2 separate regions of the Mus musculus genome follow, and region 2 is linked to region 1. A link is a contact called in public HiChIP or PLAC-seq data. All regions are on one chromosome and are shown on one strand. The core of a region is the stretch at or near the end of the contact, and the rest is flanking DNA. Distances in the headings are between cores, read along the strand shown. Region 1 holds the start of Lrrc49 (leucine rich repeat containing 49). Region 2 overlaps Gm34974 (a long non-coding RNA gene).

The links. HiChIP or PLAC-seq counts read pairs in DNA pulled down with a chosen protein or histone mark.
Region 2: a CTCF HiChIP or PLAC-seq map of embryonic stem cells shows a contact between it and region 1, with 9 times the contacts expected there. The contact joins the enhancer-like site here to the promoter of Lrrc49 in region 1. A contact is called at or near these places in 2 of 39 promoter capture datasets (the C10 cell line and embryonic stem cells), 1 of 15 datasets of contacts at CTCF or cohesin (embryonic stem cells) and 3 of 115 datasets of contacts at active chromatin or transcription factors (embryonic stem cells, forebrain and large pre-B cells).

The regions. Positions count from the first base shown.
Region 1 is chr9:60,685,531-60,689,903 of GRCm38.p6, reverse strand. Lrrc49 (leucine rich repeat containing 49) reads left to right here and starts at 1,770. Exons shown (of 17, transcript NM_145616.4): 1 at 1,770-2,092; 2 at 2,709-2,765. The coding sequence starts at 2,045.
Region 2 is chr9:61,870,830-61,875,202 of GRCm38.p6, reverse strand. It overlaps Gm34974 (a long non-coding RNA gene), which reads left to right. Exons shown (of 6, transcript XR_001779199.2): 3 at 1,329-1,452. Among named protein-coding and RNA genes, the nearest start is that of Gm34974, 26 kb to the left of the region's middle. Within about 2 kb of position 1,787, at least 55 of the 459 cell types and tissues checked have an H3K27ac peak or open chromatin away from gene starts, as enhancers often do. A contact at or near this core is called in forebrain, where this site is marked.

The DNA.
Region 1 (4,373 bases), core at 521-3,020:
GATTGTATCAGATAGATAATTGCTTCAGCTGCAACAAGCATGAACTAACGCCCGCATTCTCATGCAGCTCCACACTGCTGACTTGGCTGCCCAGTTCTTCCCCCAAGCTTCAGCTCAGCACCACATCTGTGTCCCTGCGAGCTTCCCTGTTTTTAGCATTCAAGACATTGCCTGAAAATGAGTTAGTGAAGAGAGGACAGGCTGAACACAGGCTTCAGAAGCAAAATACATGGGCCAAGGGTTGACTGTGATGACAATCAATGCTTAATTAATATGGTAAGTATTGTGCCTCAGACATTACTCCAAGTAACTAACTCTCTACAGCTCTGGAAAGGCTTTGGCTGAGATGCGATAACATCTTTCTATTACAGATGAGGAACCTGGGCATAGGAAGCATGCTTAATTATTGGCAGAACCATAACTGAAACCCATGAGTTGGCCACCAAGTTTATTCTTGTAACCACCATGATTTCATACCTTAGCTAACCTCCACACCCCACCCCCACACATAAAGATAAATATTTTAAAAAACATAATATGTAAGTCAGGGATCAGGAGAAACTATATTTGAGCTTATTGCTTTAAAAAAGGGACAGAACTTTATTGATGGTGCCAGAAAATGGGAAAAGGAATAACTATGGTTACTGCCGGGAACAGGTGAGCAGTCTCAAAAGAGAGGAATGCTGAGGAACCAAAAGATCAGCATTATGTCTATGAACTCTTCAGGACAGTGGTATTAATAGGATGGTAGGGAAAGGAGAAAAATCATGCAAGGATGTGTAAGTTGTGTTCATAATTTTGATCCAAAAATTATATGTTTACATTCCAAATGATGATAGAATATCACTAAAGGAAGGGTCTTAGGCATCCACCCAGATGTGGGAAGCAGGTTAGTATTACAGAAAGAATATTGTTCTGGTGACTGGAGGTATAATAAGAATTCCAGGCCATTGAAGAAGTTAATTTTTGGATGTGTCTCCTCACATAAAATGGATAGGTTTGGACTAGTTGAGAAATAAGGTTGCCTTCAGCCCTGTCATTCTATACAAGTCTCACAATTCAAAGTCAAAATGTCAGTTACAGACCACTTAACTTCTTGGCAACCTTTTCTCAGATTTAGAACTAAACATTCCTTCTGCACTGTCATAGAGCCACTGTTTAATCCACATAATGGTCATAGGGTGGAAGCTGGATTGTCCCAAAGAGGGCTTGGAAGTTTTTAAGAGAGCAAGTAGTGATAATTCGATGCAAGGAATATGTAATCAGTATTTGGGGGTGGGGTGGGGGCAGAAAGGTATGCAGTGAGGAGATGACTGGAAGTTTGTTTAGCTCGCCAGGAACATGAACTTGAAGGCAGCCAGTATCAGTCAAAAGAAGCTTAGGGAAGGGAAGGGGTTATTAGCAAGACTTGTCTTCAGTAGTAGCTTCACAGCTTTAGTCTTTTTTTTTTTTTTTTTTTGGACAGATCGATTGTCTGGCGCACTCCGTTCCTCTGCCCGCAGGGGCCTCAGGAAAGCTGGCTTCCCTTCACTATCTCCAGGTCGGATTGTATCCTTCCTTGTCTCGGCTTAGTGGAAGGGCCAAATTAAATGGGAAGGTTATGAGCACCTTCCTCCAGCTCTTCCCTGCGATCTTGCCAGGAAAACAGGCAGCAGCAGGCAGAGGGAATCAAACTTCCCGCGGGCAGTGTTGAGGCGGGTCCTAAAGAGGAAAGGACCGGAAGTCATGGTTGCCATAGCCACCGATGTGTCCTCCCTCTTCCTCGTCTTATCCTCCTCCGGATCCTCCCGCTGTTTTCAAGCGGCCTGGAAAAAAAAAAAAAATCCAGAACGAGGAAGTGCTGACGCACGGGGCCCCACAGATACTCCCCGAGGCTAGCCGCCCGGACGGCCCAAAGATCTAGGGCGAGGACCAGACCGGAAATGGTGGTTTCTATGGTAACCCCTGAGCGGGTTGCCTGGGAGATGACCCCTTTTGGTCTCTTTGAATCTTAGCTGTAGGATTACCTCGAAGGAGGATTGAACATCCTGGACTGTCTCCTGCCATGATTCCCGGAAAATATCGCTCCGTTTCTGGCCGAGCTGCAAATAACGTGAGTTGGGCCTTCCTGATTTTTCTTCCTTTCCGATAGTAGTCTTGTCCTCTCTGACTGGCGTCTTTGTCCTAGGTGATGGGCTGTATTACTGGGATCGGGGCGACTGAAGCTATTGTCTCATTGAGGCTAGGGTTTCCTGGGCTAGTCCAAAGCACTCTGAGAGTTTTTGAATATTGTATGATGGGTGTTTAAAATCTTGCCCAGGGCCCGAGCTCCCCAGAAGGTGGAGCTGGTTTGCTAGGCAAACACTGGGATTCCTTTAGTTATCCCCCACCCACTTCTTCCTTTTTTTCTATTGAGAAAGGAACCTGTTCTTAGACACTCCCACCTCCTTTATTCAAGCACTGACATCCTGACTGGCAACAGAAATGTCGGGGCTCCAAAGCCTGAGGTACAAGGTGGGTGAAATCCGTGCCTCCGACATTTTGAAAAATAAATTAATGAAAGCATTTGACTTGATTTTACTTGATTCCTAGACTTCAGAAAATGCTCATTTACCAGAAAAGGCAAAGAAAGATGGAATATTTGACTGTGTTCCATTTCTTATAATGTGTTTATACTATGGTGTGTATGCATTAAGAAATCATTTTATAATTTAACTTTTACATTTCAGGTGAACTGTGGACTTCATCTGGTTATTCAAACGTCGTCACTTTCTGACAAAAACAAAGTAAGATTTAAGCAGATTTGTATTTAAGTTGAAAATAAATGGTCAGATATTGTACACAAATACTTGTATATTTTATATATAGATTCTGACCTCGGGGCTGAGGGTCTCTTATTTTGGTTTTCAATGTAAAGCTGACTTTATTTTCTGTCTACTTTCATAAAGCCAAATCATCCCTCTTGTATCAATTTAGGTCATTCCATTACAAGAGCCCCTCCCCTTACATTTAAACATTTCTGGTGAAGGTATTTCTTAAAAGTGGTTGTATGGCATAATTTAATTAAGAAATGCTTTCTTCCTTAGACATAGGTAAAATGATGGTATCATTCTAATGGTAGCATCTCTGGAAGGATAAAATGGGACATTTTAGGAGGATTTCACTTTGTGATTCATTTTAAATCAGAAGAAAAACTAGCTTAGCAGAGGAAATGTTAGTGTTTTAATAACGTATTGAGTGTTAGATTCTTATTTTGTGTGTGTGTGTGTGTGTGTGTGTGTGTGTGTGTCTGTGCATCCGTCTCTGTGTCTCTCTGGAGGCCAGAGGAAGTTGTCAGATGCTCTGGAGGTGGTGTTACAGGCAGTTGTGACACCTGTCATGGGTACTAGGAACCCAACTCAGGTCCCATGGAAGAGCAGCAGTGGTCCTAACCACTGAACCCTCTTTCTACACCCAGACCATTTACTTGTAATATCTTGGTAATTTCCAAAGTCTCTGGCTTTTCATTTGGTTTTTGAGATACATTTTTTTTCTTTCTTTCCTGCCTCACTCACCTCAGCACTCACGCATGCCCACTCCCCTATGCTAGCCGTACACAATACACTTCTCCCCTTAAATAATGTGTATGCTCTCAACCGTCACAGTTCATTTGTTCCCTAAAACATTGTGAAGTGGACATCACTGGAAGGACTCTGTAGTATAAAGGCCGGAGTTTACAGACAGCAGCAAGAAGAGACTAAACGGAGGCCATAGGAGGTTTGAATGGGAGGGGCCACTGATTAACAGACTGCAGCTGACTAGTTACATTTGGATGTCAAAATAGCCAACCCTTCCCTGTGTGACTCCCCTGACCTCATCGTTTGATCATCTCCAATAACAGCTGAATTAATGAAAAAAATGTATTTATTAGAATCAGGCATAATGGACTGTATGTAAAACTTTCCTACCTGCCTTGGCCAGGTGGGTCTTTTTCTACCGTTATGTGCTTGTAGGAGTGCTGTGTTTTCAACATCCTTTTTATACCATCCTCTCTTGTGTAGACATGTGTTCACACTGATGGAGTGCGAATGCTGCTGTGATCGGGTGGGTGATGGAGAAGCCTCGGAAGTCTTTGAAGATGGATTTTTAAAGTTTTAATGGACAGTTTTAGGAGGCGAGACTGGTTTGGGCTTTTCAGTTCTGCCATGAAAAATTATTAAAAAGAGTTAAAATTCTTAAATATGCAATTTTATTGCATTACAATTTGACATGTGAAGGATTTTTAAAAAGTCAAGAGCTCCACTTAGCTTTTATTGTTTGCATTTCTTTTTTTATTGAGCAAATAATTCTTTCAGTCATTGCATTTGTGGCAATTATATTTGTGGACAGTTTGGAAGTATTTTAATCTGATCTTG
Region 2 (4,373 bases), core at 538-3,037, 1.2 Mb before region 1:
TATGTGGGTGTGTGGGTATGTGGGTGTGGGTGTGTACATGCTTGTGTGTGTGTACACGTGTATGTGCTTGTGTATGTTGACATTCATGCCTTTGTTGATAGTGGTCCACCTTACCTTTTGAGATAGATTCTCTCATTGAGCCTGGATCTCACCAGTTCAGCCAGGCTAATGTATTCCAAGGATCTTCTTGTCCCTGCCTCCCTAGGACTGGGATTACAGGCAAGCAGCACCATGACTGACCTTTAATTGTGTGGTTTCTGGGGATGTAAACTCAGGACTTCATGTTTTGAGGACAAGCACGTTGATGACTGACTAAGCCACCTCCCCAGACCTCGATTATTTGAGACAGAGTCTTTCTGGGTGGCCCAGTTACTTTGACATCCTAACATTCCCACTTCTGCTTCCTGACTGCTGGAATTACAGGCATGTTCCACCATGCCCAGCTCTCCAGGGCACATCTTAATCTTCTTGCTCAAAGTCCTGCATCTCTAGCCTGTGGTAATTTGGTGAAAGCAGTAACCAAATGGGAAGGAGTGGCGGTGTTAGGCAGACGGTAGGCTCGAGTTAGCCTCAGACCAGCCTTCCTGCTTCCCAGTGACCTCCTCACGTAGTGGGAGGTGTTTCCTCTTAGGTAGCAGCAAGGCTTCTAGGCTATTGCAAGCGCTGAAACCTTGCTTCCGCAGAGTCTGACCGTGCCACAGCCTGTGGCTCTCTGCCTCAGTCTTCCCTGTGCTTCTGGGACCCAGCCCTGGCTGAAACCTCCTTGTTCCTCTCTGCTCAGTGACTTGGTTTAAAGATCCACCCACTTTTCCTCTGCTGAACCAGTTTTCTCTGGCAGTTCTGCAGCTAGGAGGTAGACATGGAGAGTGCACCCCCAGCAGGGGTGGGTAGAATCATGCCCTAGGTGGCTTATTTATAAAGGTTTTTTTTTCTTGTTTTTATTTTTAAAAATTAGTGTGTGTGTGTGTGTGTGTGTGTGTGTGTGTGTGTGTGTGTGTGTGTGTGTGTGTATGCTCAAGCAGGTCAAAGGGCAACTTCTCGGACTTGGTACCAAGCATCCCGCTCGTCCTATTTTTCTGTTTGTTTGTTTTTTTTTTTTTTTTTTTTTTTTTTTTAAATTTTATTTATTCATTATATGTAAGTACACTGTAGCTGTCTTCAGACACTCCAGAAGAGGGCGTCAGATCCCGTTACGGATGGTTGTGAGCCACCATGTGGTTGCTGGGATTTGAACTCCTGACCTTCGGAAGAGCAGTCGGGTGCTCTTACCCGCTGAGCCATCTCACCAGCCCTTCTGTTTGTTTTGTTTTGTTTGCTTGTTTTTACAGATTGACTCTGGCTTTGAGGTGTAGCTTCTTTCCTCTGCTCTTCTGTGCAAAGCCTTCCTAGAAATGGAAGACGTCTGCATAGAGTGATCAGTGGGTACAGGCTCCTCATCTGCAGATGGGAAAGGTGAGGCATGAAATCTCAGAGTTGGACTCTCCCTCTCTTCACCTCCAGGCTAGAGGCTGCCCTGCCCCCAACTCCCAGCCTATGCTTGCTTGGGTTTGTGCTTTGCTGGCCTCCCGGCCTCCGGCCTTTGCAGCCTGTCTGTCATTTCCTGAACAGCGTTCTGTTCTGGGCTCCTGGATTTTGGCCCCGAGGATGTGGTTAAGGGGAGTTGTTCAAGCAGAAATGTGCAGGTTGGGCCCATAAATCTTTCCCGGACAACTTTCAGGCATACGATCCTCAAATGGCCCCACAGGAAGCCAGCAGAAGTAAGGTCTGCTGAGTTGGGTATAGTGCGGCTGCAGGACTTCAGAGACCACATCAGTGTGGGTATAGGGTACAGCCTGCACGGTGTACAGCCTGCACAGCTGTGCCCTGTGCCCTGTGTGCGTTTGGGGGTCTGGGTATAAGCAGGAATGTAAGCAAAGGACCCAGCTTAAACTGCAGGAAGTTGCCTGAGACACAGAAGGAGGCTGGGTGGTCATTTAGGCTCGTCTCGGAGAACACCTAGGGTCTGCAGGTTGTTTCATCGGCCCCTTTTCCTCGTGTGTAAAGTAGTGAAGGCAACCTGACCTTCAGCAGGCCGTGATGAGCAGGCAGAGACAGGCTTCCACAGCAGACAGTGTCTCTGGAGTTAGCTAGCACCAGGTCCAGCCCGCAAGAGGACATCAAAACTCAAGGTGGGGGTTGGGATAAGGGCCCTGGGCTTCGCCACCCTTTGACCCACTTCGACCTGAAGCCCTTGGCTGATAGCCGGCTAGGAAAAGATTCCCTTTCTAAATGTCACTCCAGTGACTGCTAGGGAGCCAGAGTTTCAAGTTCTGTGGTAGATGGTGTGGCTTCTACCCTGCAGAGGAGGGAGGATATTCGTTTTGCCCCATAGTTTCCCTGATCTCCTCATTCCCAGACTACCAGGGTGGCCCTCCTGGAGGCCTCCTGGTCACCCAGACAGAGGGCTCAGGAAGGGGGTTGGGGCACTGTGCCTCAGCCCCCTTTGCATCCCCTGGTTCCTCTAAAGCCCCCTCTGAAGGGGACCTCGGAGCTCTAATGAGTTGAGGGCCTTTAGAGCAGCCCAGGCAAACCAATTAGGTTTGCTTAAAAATATTGTATTCATTAGCATGAAAATAAAGCTGAACTTTTTAGAGATAATTGCATCTTTTAAAATGCGGTAGTCTTTGTCTGGGCTTGTCTCATAAATATGCATGCTGCATAATTCTTTTGGAACCGTGGTTGCAATCATGAGTGACACACAAATGCACCCAGGGTGTTAATATTCTGACAAGAGCGGAGCCTCTTGGGCAGGCGGTGCCACTGGCGGGGCCTCCAGAGGCGTCCCTGTGGTCCCCAGCTGCAGTCTGTGCCATTCTCAGGGACAGAGCACAGTCCAGGGTCCCTATACCAGGCATCAGCTCTAGTTCTCAATGGCTCTCTTTTGTGCAACTGCCCCATGGAAAATTCTAGGGCTCTCCTCAAAAGGCAGGCAAGAGGGGAATCAAAGGTTGAGCTCAATTTACAGCCCAGGAATTGAAGCCTGGGGGGTGGGGAAGAGTTGGGGGAGCAGTGGAGGTTGCCAAGGTCACCGGGAGGGAATGGGACCAAGGTGAATTTTGTCTATGTCGACTGATGCTCTTTATCCCTGTAGGGCTAGGGCCCCCATTCTCATGTAGTGGAGAAGGGGTATTTTCCATATTGGATAGTCTGGGTGCCCGGGGGAGGGGCCAGCATGTCTTGCCCCATTCACTCCTGTGTTCCCAGTTGCCAAACCCCTTACACTGGTTTCTTCTGAGAAACATCTCGGTTGCCGTGGGTTCCTGTCCTGCTAGACAATTTTTTATTTCGTGGGATGGGGAGGCTTGTGTGTGTATTAGCATGGGCCTGGAGGTCAGAGGGCAACCCACAGAAATTAGGTCACTCCTCCCATCAAGGGTGTTCTCAGTTGCAAATTCCATGCCTTTTGGGCTTTTCTCTCTCTGTCTCTACTACCCCCCCACCTCAATACTGCTCTAAGATCAATACTGGTCCCTCAGCCCAGTGCCCAGGCAAACCACGAGTGCAGGGAAGTTTCTCAAAGCCCTTACTGCAAGTCCTGGTCCTTTCCCCCACCCCCCAGTGTGCCCAGAGTGGGGCTGGTGCCCTGAGGTCAGCAGGAGAGGCAGTTCTTCCTCTGGGATACACTGTCCCCTGGAGAAGGCAAACTGGTTACAGAAATGCAGTACAAGAAAGAGGGCTGTATGGGGTCAAGCACCCCTGCTGCTGTGGGGGCAGGGGAGGCAGAGATAGCTTGTCTGGGGGCACTGAGGAGAGACCTGGAGGTGGGGCAGCAGAGTAGCCTGCCTAACCTGGTCTCGATGACCCTTGAGGGCATCTGGCTTTTGCTTTTCCCATGTAGACAGCTGGAAGTCAACTCTCCACCTATTTGTCTGTAGCTACTCTTACCTGCAGATAAAAGATATGTGACCACTTGTTCCATGTCTCACATAGGCAGGCGTACATCTGGCCATTGTACATCATTGGTACATTTGGTCCGATCCATCAATCCATCTGTCTGATGTGCCTTCTTCCAGGATTAACAATTTTAATTGATGATGATTATGAACACACTTTGATATCGAGCAGGGCAACTATTACTTTTTTTGCTATCTATCTATCTATCTATCTATCTATCTATCTATCTATCTATCTAACCTATTGTTGTTATTGTGATAAAACCCTGACTCAAAACAAACTTGGGAAGGAAAGGGTTTATTTGGTTTACAGTCCATTATTGAAGGAAGCCAAGACAGGAACCTGGAGGCAGGACCTGATGCAGAAGCCATGGAGGGCTGCTACTTACTGGCTTGCTCTCTATGGCTTGCTCAGCCTGCTTCTTTATAGACCCCAGGGTC